2 separate regions of the Mus musculus genome follow, and region 2 is linked to region 1. The links are chromatin contacts, called in public HiChIP or PLAC-seq maps. All regions are on one chromosome and are shown on one strand. Each heading gives the region's core, a stretch centred on a gene start, on an enhancer-like site or on the middle of the called end of the contact. The rest is flanking DNA. Distances are from core to core; before and after follow the strand shown. Region 1 overlaps Snd1 (staphylococcal nuclease and tudor domain containing 1). Region 2 overlaps Snd1 (staphylococcal nuclease and tudor domain containing 1).

Region 1 (5,247 bases), core at 2,447-4,946:
AGGGATGTTTGGATACTGTGTCTTCCCCTCGTACTCGAGTGTTACCAGCTGTCACTGTCCAGAAGGTCACAGAGGAATGCATTCCCCGGGGCTTATTTAACCTACTTGTTTATTTATACTGAAACATCTTATCGTCAGTCAGGCACCTCACTATGGCTTTCCTGCCTTTCTAAACTTTCTGCTTACTTTTGTCTTTTGTGGCATTGACTTCTAGACTAAGCACATCTGTGTTCTTTCTTTACTTCTCCCCAACATTTTCAGTTGTGGCTTGTGAACCTTTTTTCTGTTTCTCCCCGGAATATGTAAGAGCAGTATTAGATTGTAATTTAGTACTTACCCATATCTGTCTGTGCCTTTCTAGTAGACTTGTTTATTCTTAAGGTGTGTTTTAAATGGGAAATATACATAGAGCTAGTTAAGAAATAAAGCTGACACCTCTCCCTACCGCCACAGCAACTACTCCTGGGCGTGGTTTGAGAATGCGCAGTTTGTGCACACTCCTGCAGAAATACTTAGGTATTGCCCATTTGGCCAAGATGGCTACAAGGTGAAGCTTCCCCTGTGCTGTGCTAAGCTTTGTGCTTAGCAGACACTTTTAATAAATAAATAGAAATGTGCTGCTCTGTGTGTTCAGGACTACAAACTAGTGGATATCCTTTTGGATCCTGTCTCCTGGCTGCCAAGGGAATTGAAAGGTCCTTGATTGTAAATATGCGGAGGGCATGTGATACTGTTCCTATTTTAAGTCTATAATTCAAATGGAAATTGCAGCCTTTGTTTATTAAAATGCCATGTAAGGCAGAGCTACTGGGACTGGTCCATTATTTACTGTTTGAAATTTTATACATTTAAGTCTGAGCATGTCTGTTCTTATTTTAATTCAGCAGTCAGTTTTAAGATCATCACAGAGTATAATTCTGCTTGGCTACATTAATTAATATATTATAGTTTGTTTCATTTTTAAGACAAAAGTCAAACTTCTTATTGACCCTGTTTATCTCATAGCACATTTTGTAGTTAAATAATCCCTCTGCATCATGGAAAGCCACATCTTTGCTGGGCTGTCTTTTCTCCCTTTGTGATAGGGAAGAATATAATATATGCTCTGTGAGGGGAATAACAGCCAGTTAGTCTGATGCACACAGGAATAAAAGGACAAGACGTGGTGAGGAATGGCTGAAGGCGATCAACTAGGTTTAGTGGTAATCAGCACCTGCCTTCTGTTTCCAGCCTGAACATTATCCCACATTTGCTTCTTAATATCATATATTACATTTGTGTTTGGAGGTGCCTGGACCTGGGAGTCATCATTAACCCTGTTTGTCTACTGCCCTTATCTTCCTCTCTCCTGCATCGGTAACCATTAGCCATGGGTCATATGTGTGTGTGTGTGTGTGTGTGTGTGTGTGTGTGTGAGAGAGAGAGAGAGAGAGAGAGAGAGAGAGAGAGAGAGAGAGAGAGAGAGATTGGTTTTTTTTGTTGTTTTGCTTTGTGGCTGACATGTGTCTATGAATAGATAATATTCTTTTTGTTTATTCTATATTGTAGAGTTGTACTATGTCTTTCTGGAACTTTCTTCTTCTGTTCAATATTATTTTCAAATTTATTCCATGGTTATGTTGTCCTAATTCAAGTTAATTGTTCTGTATTCCATTATACAACTACACTGTACACAGTGTTAATATGGACACTGTAATACTTGTCTACCTTATGTAAGAATTTTCTAGGTCCGCGAGTCCATACTTACCTGTAAGTAGCATTCATTAATTAGAGGAATGTGTCAAGCAAATATCAGTGCTCAGCACTGTGTGAGAGTAACGTTTCATATTCCTAACAGTAGGTAAAGGACATTCCAATTTCCCCACATTCTTAAGTCTTAAGTATTTTTGTCAGAGTGATTGTTGTAATGTTACTGTTAGTAATATTATTCTTTTTTCTTAAACTTACCATTCTGAGTTACTAGTGAAGTATCTACACAGAGTCTGCCTGTTCTTTCACCTTTTTGTTTGTTTGTTTTAATTTGTCAGTTTCTTGCCATGCATGAGTTCCACCACACCTTGTGTTCCTCCTCCTGACAAAACCCTGCATCTAACAGATGTTGAGCAGTAATAGGGTGCTCTGTGTAAAGCCATTGTTCTATTGGTATATAAGGGTAGTTACTTCCTCTCTTCTGATGTCACTCATCTGGTCACTGCTTGACTATGTCTGTCATTTCTCTCATCTGAAATTAAAACCTAAACTCCTGAAACCCTATTCGCCTGGCAGCTGTGACCTTATTTTTGACTGGTTTTCAGCACCTTTCGAAGGAATCCTTTACGCCTGTTTTCCCTTCACTCATGTTTTTGCTTTCTTCCTAGTGTCTTGTATACTTATTCTTAGATTGGGCATAGCTGCCTAGACCATGCTTAGCTGGAGAGAGAGTTTGGCCCTTCAGGCCTGTCTTGCTTGGCTAACTGCAGTACTTAATACAGACGATCACCCTTCTGCTCAGCTAGTCTTCTAGTGTCCTCTGCTCTGCTCACGGCTGCTCCTTCTCTCTCCTTATGCACTGCACATTCAGTACTCGTCATCCCAGACAGATAACCATGGCCCGGACTGTGAACCCAGGTATCACCTCACACAGTGGCTTTCACACTAACTAGTAAGCCAGTTTATACACAGCCCAGTTCCCTATCTGTGTGTCCAGCTGCCTGGTCAGCTTTATGTAGATCTTAGCAGCTGAAGCTTTCAAGCTCAGCTTCTGCTTGTGCCCTCTCTCCATAGTCAAAGCAGTTATGGTTTCCCTTTTCTTTGACGATCTCTGCTCATTCTTTGCTCAATTCCAATTCATCCTTGATTCTTTCCTTTCTTTGACATTTCCTGTTGTGTTTGGTATCTGCCTTTGATACTGCTACCGCCCTTTTGTAATCTAGTATCATGTTCTACCTAGATCGCTGTATTAATTTACTAATTTATGTCGTTTCACTTGTTACAGTGGAAATCCTCCATCTAAAGAGCAGGGTAATGTTACTCACATCCCTTCAAGAAGTACTGTGTGAGGAGCAGTTGGGAAATGAGCTGCCTTTCCTATCGCCTCTGTTGCTGCCTTCTGTTCTGGGGCCTAGTGTCCTTTATCTTGTCTTGAACCATGAGGCACACTCATGGCTCACACTTAGATCTCCTCAGCTGTCTTCAGATGACCGTTTCTTGAATCTCTAAGAAGATGTAACTTGTGTGAAGCCTGCCACAAGCACATTATGTCAGCGCCCTGCTTAAGCTTCCTCTGACTAACTCTCCACCCTCATTTTCTTATTGCCCAGTAATTCTTGCCTTTACCCCTTTCCTTTGCTCTGTCTTTTTGATAGAGAACTTTAAAGGTCTTACTAGAACATACTTAGCCACCTTTTCTTTATCCCCAGATCCATAATTTGTGTCTGTTGAACCTCAAGAAGTACTGTACTGTCTCAGGGTCGTTATATCTTATGGCTACAGCTTTTCAGGGTAGACTAGGAAAAGCCTGAAAGCAAGGATTTGACAGGAAGTCTCTTTTTGCTCTTCAAAAGATCTTTGACCCAACACTTCTCAGTTTTGTCTACTGGCCTAAAATGCTTCCTGTCAAAAGGCCAGCTGTGTCCTCATATGCTGAGTTGTGAGTATTGGGCTCTCTCTTAAGGAGAGGGACGGATGACTGTAGTTATCTCTTCCGGCTGTAATGTGAGTCATTACAGGGCCCGCACGCAGTGTCAGTTCTCAGGAGGAACGGTGATTACAGCCCATATTGGTTTGTGTATTATCCGCCCACCAGATAAAGCAAGCATTCTCTTCTATTTTTATTTTGAAAAAAATATTTCCATGTAAATTAGAATCTAAACTAGACAGTTCCTTTTAGCAGGGACTCAACTGCTCTCCTCTTCCCCAGAATACATTCCATACCTCAATTGCCTCTTTTGAGATTTCAAAGGCTTTTATGGACCTGGTAATTTAGAAGAATTGCTTTTATTTTGTGGCTTCTTTGGGACTTCTAATCTCTCTCTTGTAAGATGTTTGTAGATGTCAATAGCTCCTGGCTCTGAAGGGTTAGAGTAGCAAGATCACTCACTCTGTGTTCACTTGTACTTTCTGTTCCTCCTGGCTTCCCGAGAGACACACAGTCAGACTCTGAGTTTGTTGTTATTTGGGTGCCTGCTGATACACTGTCCTCACTTCCCATCTTCTGAGGGGATTTCGTATCAGTCCATCCTGGAAAGAGGGTCTTCAGATAGTATTCTTGTTTACATAACCACACATACGTGTGTATCATTCTGTGTCCTTACTTGGCATACTTCTGGAAAGGTAGCTCTTGCCTTCCATTTTCAGTATTAGCGTTTCAGTCAACTCTCATTTTCCCATGTAGGGTATGCAGGGAAGGCTGGGAAATTCAGGTGTTGTGACATGGCATAAACCTGTGTGTGGTCAGCATCATTGTTTTGTTCAATTAATTTAAAACATTTTTGTTCACTACGGCTTCTGTAATCAAACTGCTACTCTTTGTAAATAGATTTTTCTTTCTTGTTTGGTGAGTATGAGTCTATTGGTTCTTTTTATTCCTGAGGGCTGATTCTGATAACCATTGATTTTTTTGTCTGTATTAAAAATCCTGTTCAACTGGGATGTAGCTCAGCAGTAGAGGGCTTTCCTGGCATGTGCCAGGCTTTGTTTGGTTTTGAGCCTCCTTACCGAGAAACAAAGCAGAATCCTGCCATTACTAGCAACTGAAATCTGTCAGAAAGTTTCCTGTGCCATAGTGACATCAGATACTCTTTCTAGATTGTTTCTGGTATCTCTTACCCTTGGTGCAAACATTGACTCAGCACAGATCATCTTGGCAAACCAGTAAGTTCACTGGAATTACAAGAGTGAATGGGGTTCTTTATAGGGGCACGGATGACTCAAAGCTCACCACACCATGAAGAAGCCCACCCTAGCATGAGTCGTTACAGCTGATAGGTGTCGGGAGGAAGGGCTCTCCTGGCCAGGAATTGTTTGTGTTTTCTTTAAACTGGGGGGAGGGGACGGTTGAGTTTTCTTAGATTCAGCTTCTATAACTAGTAAGGATGGTTTACTTCTACTTAACAGTGTCTTAATGTATGTTCCCTTGATCGCACCTAGCTTCCTGGACATTTATAAAATATCTACATCCATTTTTTTCTTAATACCCAGCATTTTTGTAGACTGTGTCACTCTCACTATGCACCTCCAGTTTGGCTCTTCTCTTGTTCCTGTAGTATT
Region 2 (5,687 bases), core at 1,923-4,422, 260 kb after region 1:
CACACCCATCCTAGAGAACTGGTTCCATCACGCCAAAAAGATACGCTGCATTTGCCAGCATGCCCAGGACCACTGGGCACCAAGTCCCAAGGAATAGCTTAGCTGCCCCCTCTCCCTCCCAAAAAAACAAGGAACCAAAGAGCCAAATCCAAAGAGCTGAATTCTCACTTAGACTCAAGGTTCCTTCCCTGAGGAGCAGCTCTCCCTCTTCTAGCCCTGATTCTCAGCAGCCCACAGCACCTGCCACTCCATAGGAGCCAGCTAGGCACCTTGTTTTCATTGTCTTCTCATCCCAGGTGGCAGTATGTACTCCCTCTGCCAGGTGAGCTATCCGACCTGGGGTTGGAGGGGGAGGGATCTGTCAGACTTTCATTTGCATCATTGGTGACCTCAGCCTGTTACCCCCCTGAGCCTGAGATGAACAAAGCTCCGCCCCCTCTCCCCAGGGAGGGAACCCGGTGCTGTCGCCTAGGGCTCTTTCACTTGAGGACTCATTAGCAGTTTCTGCTCTCACCCTGTCAGTCAGCTCCAGATTCATCAACGCAGCTGAGGAGAGCCCTCCCCAGCAGCCACAGCCCAGGAAGTAGGGTGGGGGAGGGTTGGTCTCTGAATGGCTCTCAGATCCTCTCCATCAGCCAGCACTGAGGCCTCGTCTCTTTACCAAGCTGCAAGCCTGGAAAGAGGCAGCTAGAGGAGTAGGCAGAGCAGGGAGGGGAGGAAAGAGCCACTGCAGATAACCCAAGCAGGCATGCACCAGGGTGCTGAGAGATCGAGGGTGAGAAGCATGGGTGCTGGCAGGAAGGAGAAGACTCCTGGGTCAGAGAGGTGGCTGGCAGTGGCTCAGCCCATTTAAGGCAGTGATGACAGGCTTGTCTTAGAGGCTGTGTGAGTCCTATTGATCTGTGGAGTTCCAAGAGCCCAGTCGATAAGAATGACTGCCTAAGCTGACCCATTCCAGCCAGAGAAGCCTAGAGGAAAGACCTGAAGGCCTTGTTTGAAAGCTTCCATGACTGTCCTGTCCTGTCATAGGGAACTTGACTAACTTGAGGTGTTAGTGAAGACAGTGGGCATTAGCACCCACTGGCTGCTTCTCCTGGCCAACCAGGGCTGGTGCTGGTGCTGGTGCATGTCTTAAGTCCCTGGGTGATGGAATGAGAACGACAGTAGTAGTGATGGAGACAGATGTTAGCAGCTAGAACCTAGCCAGAGTAAGCCCTACACGTGGCATTGTGAAAGGCACTTCTTTCTCTATGTGGAATGATGGAAAACTTAGGCCTAGGTTTAGCCATTCCCTTCGATAGCCCCTAAACTCTTGCCTCTCCTTTTGGTAGAAAGGCAGAAGTGTAAGCCTGGGGTGACTCAAGGAGGTTCCATAATTGTAGCATGCCTGCCTTTCAGCTCCTTCCAGGGGCCACCCAAGAACCTGCTCATTAGCTGAGAATGTCAGTGACTAGATGTTAATGTTCTAATCAAAGGAAGTAGACCCAGGGATCACTTGTTAAAGTCAACACGAGGTAAAGGGTAAATGTGCATGCCGCTAAGCCTTCCCCAGAGCCCCCCTGTGCTGCCTCTTGCCTCCAGACACCCAACCATCACCAAGGGCCTACTTCTGACTGCACACCTGTGTACCTCAGTTTCCCCATTTGCAAAAGAGGAATAGTGTTATACTCATTCAAAAAGGTTGTTGTAAGGCTCAACTGGATTGATACCTAGAGAGTGTTTAGAAGGTTCGTGGCACTGGTGAGCAAGAAGGTTTCAGGCTAATATCATCCTCTTCCTCTGTACACGTCTTCATGATGCCATGTGTGGTCCTGTCTCCTGCCTCCCCATCCACTTCCTGCTACTCAGCTGGAGAGCCACCTCCCTCCCCTGCGCTGACAGGCCTCACTACTTGGCTAATCTCCTGGCCGCAGGATTGGACTTGACGCGTTGTCACGTCGAATCAACTTCTGAGCTGCTGCAGCTCTGGCACAGGGCATGGGGAAGGAAGGAAGGAAGGAAGGAAGGAAGGAAGGAAGGAAGGCAGGCAGGCAAGAAGAGAGGGAAGTGTGGAGAGGGTGGCCCAGCCTCTGAGCTGAGGTCAGAGCAACCTGCTGGAGGTGAGGAATCCAGAGCACAAGAAAAACAGTTCTTCACAGAGCCAAGTCCCCCATTCCCAGCTGCAACTAGGAGTGCCTCAGGAACAGGAGTGGCCATAGAAATGACCTGCAGAGTGACCTTGCAGAGCACTGTGGGAAGGGAGGTGGAGGTTTGAAACTAGAGGGACTGAGCAGACTGCCCAAAGCCAAGGCAGCTCACTGGTGGGATCCTTACACTCTACTCCTGGGATCACCTGGAACTCGGTTTGATTCTAATTTAATAAGCCTGGGGTGAGATCCTGGAGCCTGTTTTTAAATAAGCTTCCAGTTTGATATCTGTCAGAATCATGACCCTCTAACCTGGAACTTCAGAGACTCCAGCTTTCCTGCTCAGAATCAGCCCTGCAGTGACCCCAGACTTACCCAAGGGCAACACCTATTTACCCAAAGCCCCTGGTTGGGGGTCCTCAGCGATGTCCCCCTCAGCTACCCTGTCTTCACTACCGCACCTGCAGGTCTGGGCCCACTATGAGGAGCGGCCTGTGGAGGAGGTCATGCCTGTGCTGGAGGAGAAGGAGCGCTCTGCCAGCTACAAGCCGGTGTTTGTGACCGAGATCACAGATGACCTGCACTTCTATGTGCAAGATGTGGAGACTGGTGAGTGCCTGTGTGCTGCCCCCTCACAGATCCCCCACGGAACTTACAACTGCTACTGCCCCTGCCTCCATCGCACTGGGACTATGTCACCTCTGCTACCCACAAGTGAGCCCTGGAGTGGACATGTGGCAGGCCAAGCAGGTCCTCTGAGGACAGGTGGCATTATAGATTCATCTGGGTGGTTCTCTGAGACTCTTAGGTAATGGTTTTCCTCTCAGACACCCCTGGCAGCCCTGAGCGTGAGGATTTGTTGCCTAAGTGTGTCAGGAATCATGGAGCAGATTGTCTGATATGATCAGGGGGCCCTCTTCTTACAGAGGACCAGAAGGGTACAAGCTTGTCCCTCTCCTTGAGGTGGTTTCTCCTACAGAGGTTGGTTAGTGTAGAATTGTAGTGGCCAGTTTCCATGACAACAAGCAGTCTCTAGGGGAAGCTATCCCCTGGCATTCTTTGTGAAGGACCTTCTCCTTTCTCCTATGCTCAGTCCACCACCCGATGGCCATCTCAGTAGAGACCGTTCTAGCGGCAGCCACTCTTCCTTCCCCTGACCTCCTTCCTCTTCAATCTGCTCTAGGCAAGAAGCAGTTTTGTTGGGAAGAAAGGGTCAAGCTCTTAGACCTTTGGGTCCAAGGAGCCAAATCCCAACCGAGGGATATGCAGATATGGGCAGCCCCAGGAATGGCAGGATATGGTTTTTGCCTAGCTTCCTCAATTCTGCCTCCAAGCCTTCTCCAAGTTGCCAGCAGCCTGTCTCAGCCACTTCCCCTCTAATGATATTTCCCAAGCAGCTGCTTTGTGGTGCTGTCATTTCACCAGGAAAACTTCTCTCTTCCTTATCCTGTGTAGGCTCTGCTTGGGAAGAGAAAAGGAGGAGGGGGAAGGTTGATAAGGGGACTCACTTCTCCTGAAGGCAACCAGCTTTCCGGACTGGGCTGCCTGATGGAAAAGGCGTGTTACCTCACAGCGTCTAAGTAGACATTAGGTCTGTGGGTGACCGCAAGAACAGCTACAGTGGCCATTGGAAAGCCTGAGAGAGGATTGCCCAGGGACAAGATCCACCCACAGGCCCCACCTAGAAGGACCTCCTTAACTGGCCCCACTGCGTTCAGAGGCAGAGCTTGAGGGTACACATTTCCTGCCTGACTCCCTCATCAGGGAACCCTATCAGGCTGTCTCTGGCTGCTCAGAAAGCCAAGATACTTGGAGAGAGTGGAGTCCAGGGAAGAAATGGGAAAGAAAGAGGCCCATAGAAAGCTAGCATTCCTAGAATGTTGTCACTGGCTTCTAACAGTACCAGGAGGCTGCAACCCTCAGGTGGCTCTGTTCAATCCATGAAAATAAGCCCAGGGTCTTTAGCCTCCCTCTTTGAACCTTGGGACTCCTCAAGGCACATCCTCTCACCCTGCCTGCCCCTCTTTCTATTAAAGCCCATCTTCACACAGGAACTGATAGAAACATTAACTGCAGGTGGCCAGGCAGACCCTATATAAGGACCTCCAGGAGGCTGTGGCTGCTGGCAGGAGGCATGAGCCTCTTTCTTTCTGTTGCCTGGGAACCTAAAAATCCAATAAACTAAAAGTAGACCGAATTCAAACCTGTCAATGTAAAGGCTGCTTCCCAGTGCCTAGAGCTTGGGTATCTGGGCAGGGAGCACTCTGGAGGAGCCCAGAGGCCTCACACTCAGTTGACTGAGTGCCAGGACCGTGGGTGCACAGCAGCCCAGGAAGATGACATGTGTTGCATATGCAGAGATCATTTCAGGGTGGTTGAATTATTAAGCACCCTGCATGCACTGGGGATCCTACCAGACCTGTGCAAGTAAACAATCAAGTGAGCTATGGTCTGTGCCCTGAAGGAGCTCACAGTGTAATGACAAAAACATAAACACAGACAAGGAACTTAGACAGTGGATGGTGGCAAGTTTAACCTGTTACAGTGTGGCCTCAGCCCTGAAGGGAGAGAAGAATACCACACATAGACTATACATCACCAGCCCTGTTCTCACCTATGAGGCAGAAGAGAGCAAAGAGGCTGTGAGGCTGAAGTAGCATCTGGGTCAGAAGGGCCATGAAAGGACAGGCCACAGGGAGCTGATGCCCAGCAAAGCCGGGCTAGGGAAGAAGGCCACTGCAGGACGGAGCCAGAGAAGGGAGGTGACCTCAGGAACTGCCAGGGCTGGTCACGTAGCTATAGGGAAGTAACAAGGGCTACAACCCTCAGCCAGGGAGACCAGGCAGGAGAGCAGGCACTGAGAGGGCCCTGGCCTGGCAGCACCTGGAAGTGCTGTTCCACATGAATTTCACAGGGTGACAGGGGTCAGAGTGCCTGTGAGTAGGTAGAGCCTCTGGGCCCCACTCAGAATTACTTGCCATCTTTCAAGGCTCTGACTCTGAGGTCCTTTCCTGTCTGTGGTTGTAAGTGATCCATCTTTTTGCCCCCAAGAGACATTGGGCAGATCGGCTCCTGCTAATCATGGGGTCCAGAGTCCCAGCCCTGTTCTAGAAGCTATTCTGCCTTGCTCAGTATCTATTTTCCTTCCTACCTTCTCAGTCAAGACCTAGCCACAAGAAATGTACCTCAGCAGTAGGATAGTTCCCTAGCATGCACAGGCCCTGTGCGCCATCCCCACTACTTGAAAAAGAATTTGGAAGGCCCAGGCAATTCCCCAGGGCTCCTTTAGCCATGGCTAGTGCATTAGAACATGGCCAGTACAGTGCATGCAAGACCCTGGTATTAGCAGGTCACCAAGTTTGCTTTTGAATATGGCTGCCATGAAGCCTCTTGAGTGAGAGCCACAAAGAACTCTGTTGCATGGGCTGAGGGAGCCAGTGCTTGAGCCCCCTGGAACTTCACACCATGCTTAGTCCCCAGGTCACCAGGAGTGGGACCCCAAGTTTCACTGCCCTTTTTTTCCTGCAGGCACCCAGCTGGAAAAGCTGATGGAGAACATGC

Evidence for each region. HiChIP or PLAC-seq counts read pairs in DNA pulled down with a chosen protein or histone mark.
Region 2: an H3K27ac HiChIP or PLAC-seq map of microglia shows a contact between it and region 1, with 4 times the contacts expected there. The contact joins two enhancer-like sites. A contact is called at or near these places in 1 of 484 Hi-C or Micro-C datasets (liver) and 4 of 115 datasets of contacts at active chromatin or transcription factors (astrocytes, embryonic stem cells, large pre-B cells and 1 more).

What each region holds. Positions count from the first base shown.
Region 1 is chr6:28,619,040-28,624,286 of GRCm38.p6, forward strand. The region is part of intron 10 of Snd1 (staphylococcal nuclease and tudor domain containing 1); the gene reads left to right. Among named protein-coding and RNA genes, the nearest start is that of Snd1, 140 kb to the left of the region's middle. Within about 2 kb of position 3,697, at least 65 of the 459 cell types and tissues checked have an H3K27ac peak or open chromatin away from gene starts, as enhancers often do. A contact at or near this core is called in microglia, where this site is marked.
Region 2 is chr6:28,877,604-28,883,290 of GRCm38.p6, forward strand. Snd1 (staphylococcal nuclease and tudor domain containing 1) reads left to right here. Exons shown (of 24, transcript NM_019776.2): 18 at 2,594-2,735; 19 at 5,655-5,687. Among named protein-coding and RNA genes, the nearest start is that of Lrrc4, 49 kb to the left of the region's middle. Within about 2 kb of position 3,173, at least 10 of the 459 cell types and tissues checked have an H3K27ac peak or open chromatin away from gene starts, as enhancers often do. A contact at or near this core is called in microglia, where this site is marked.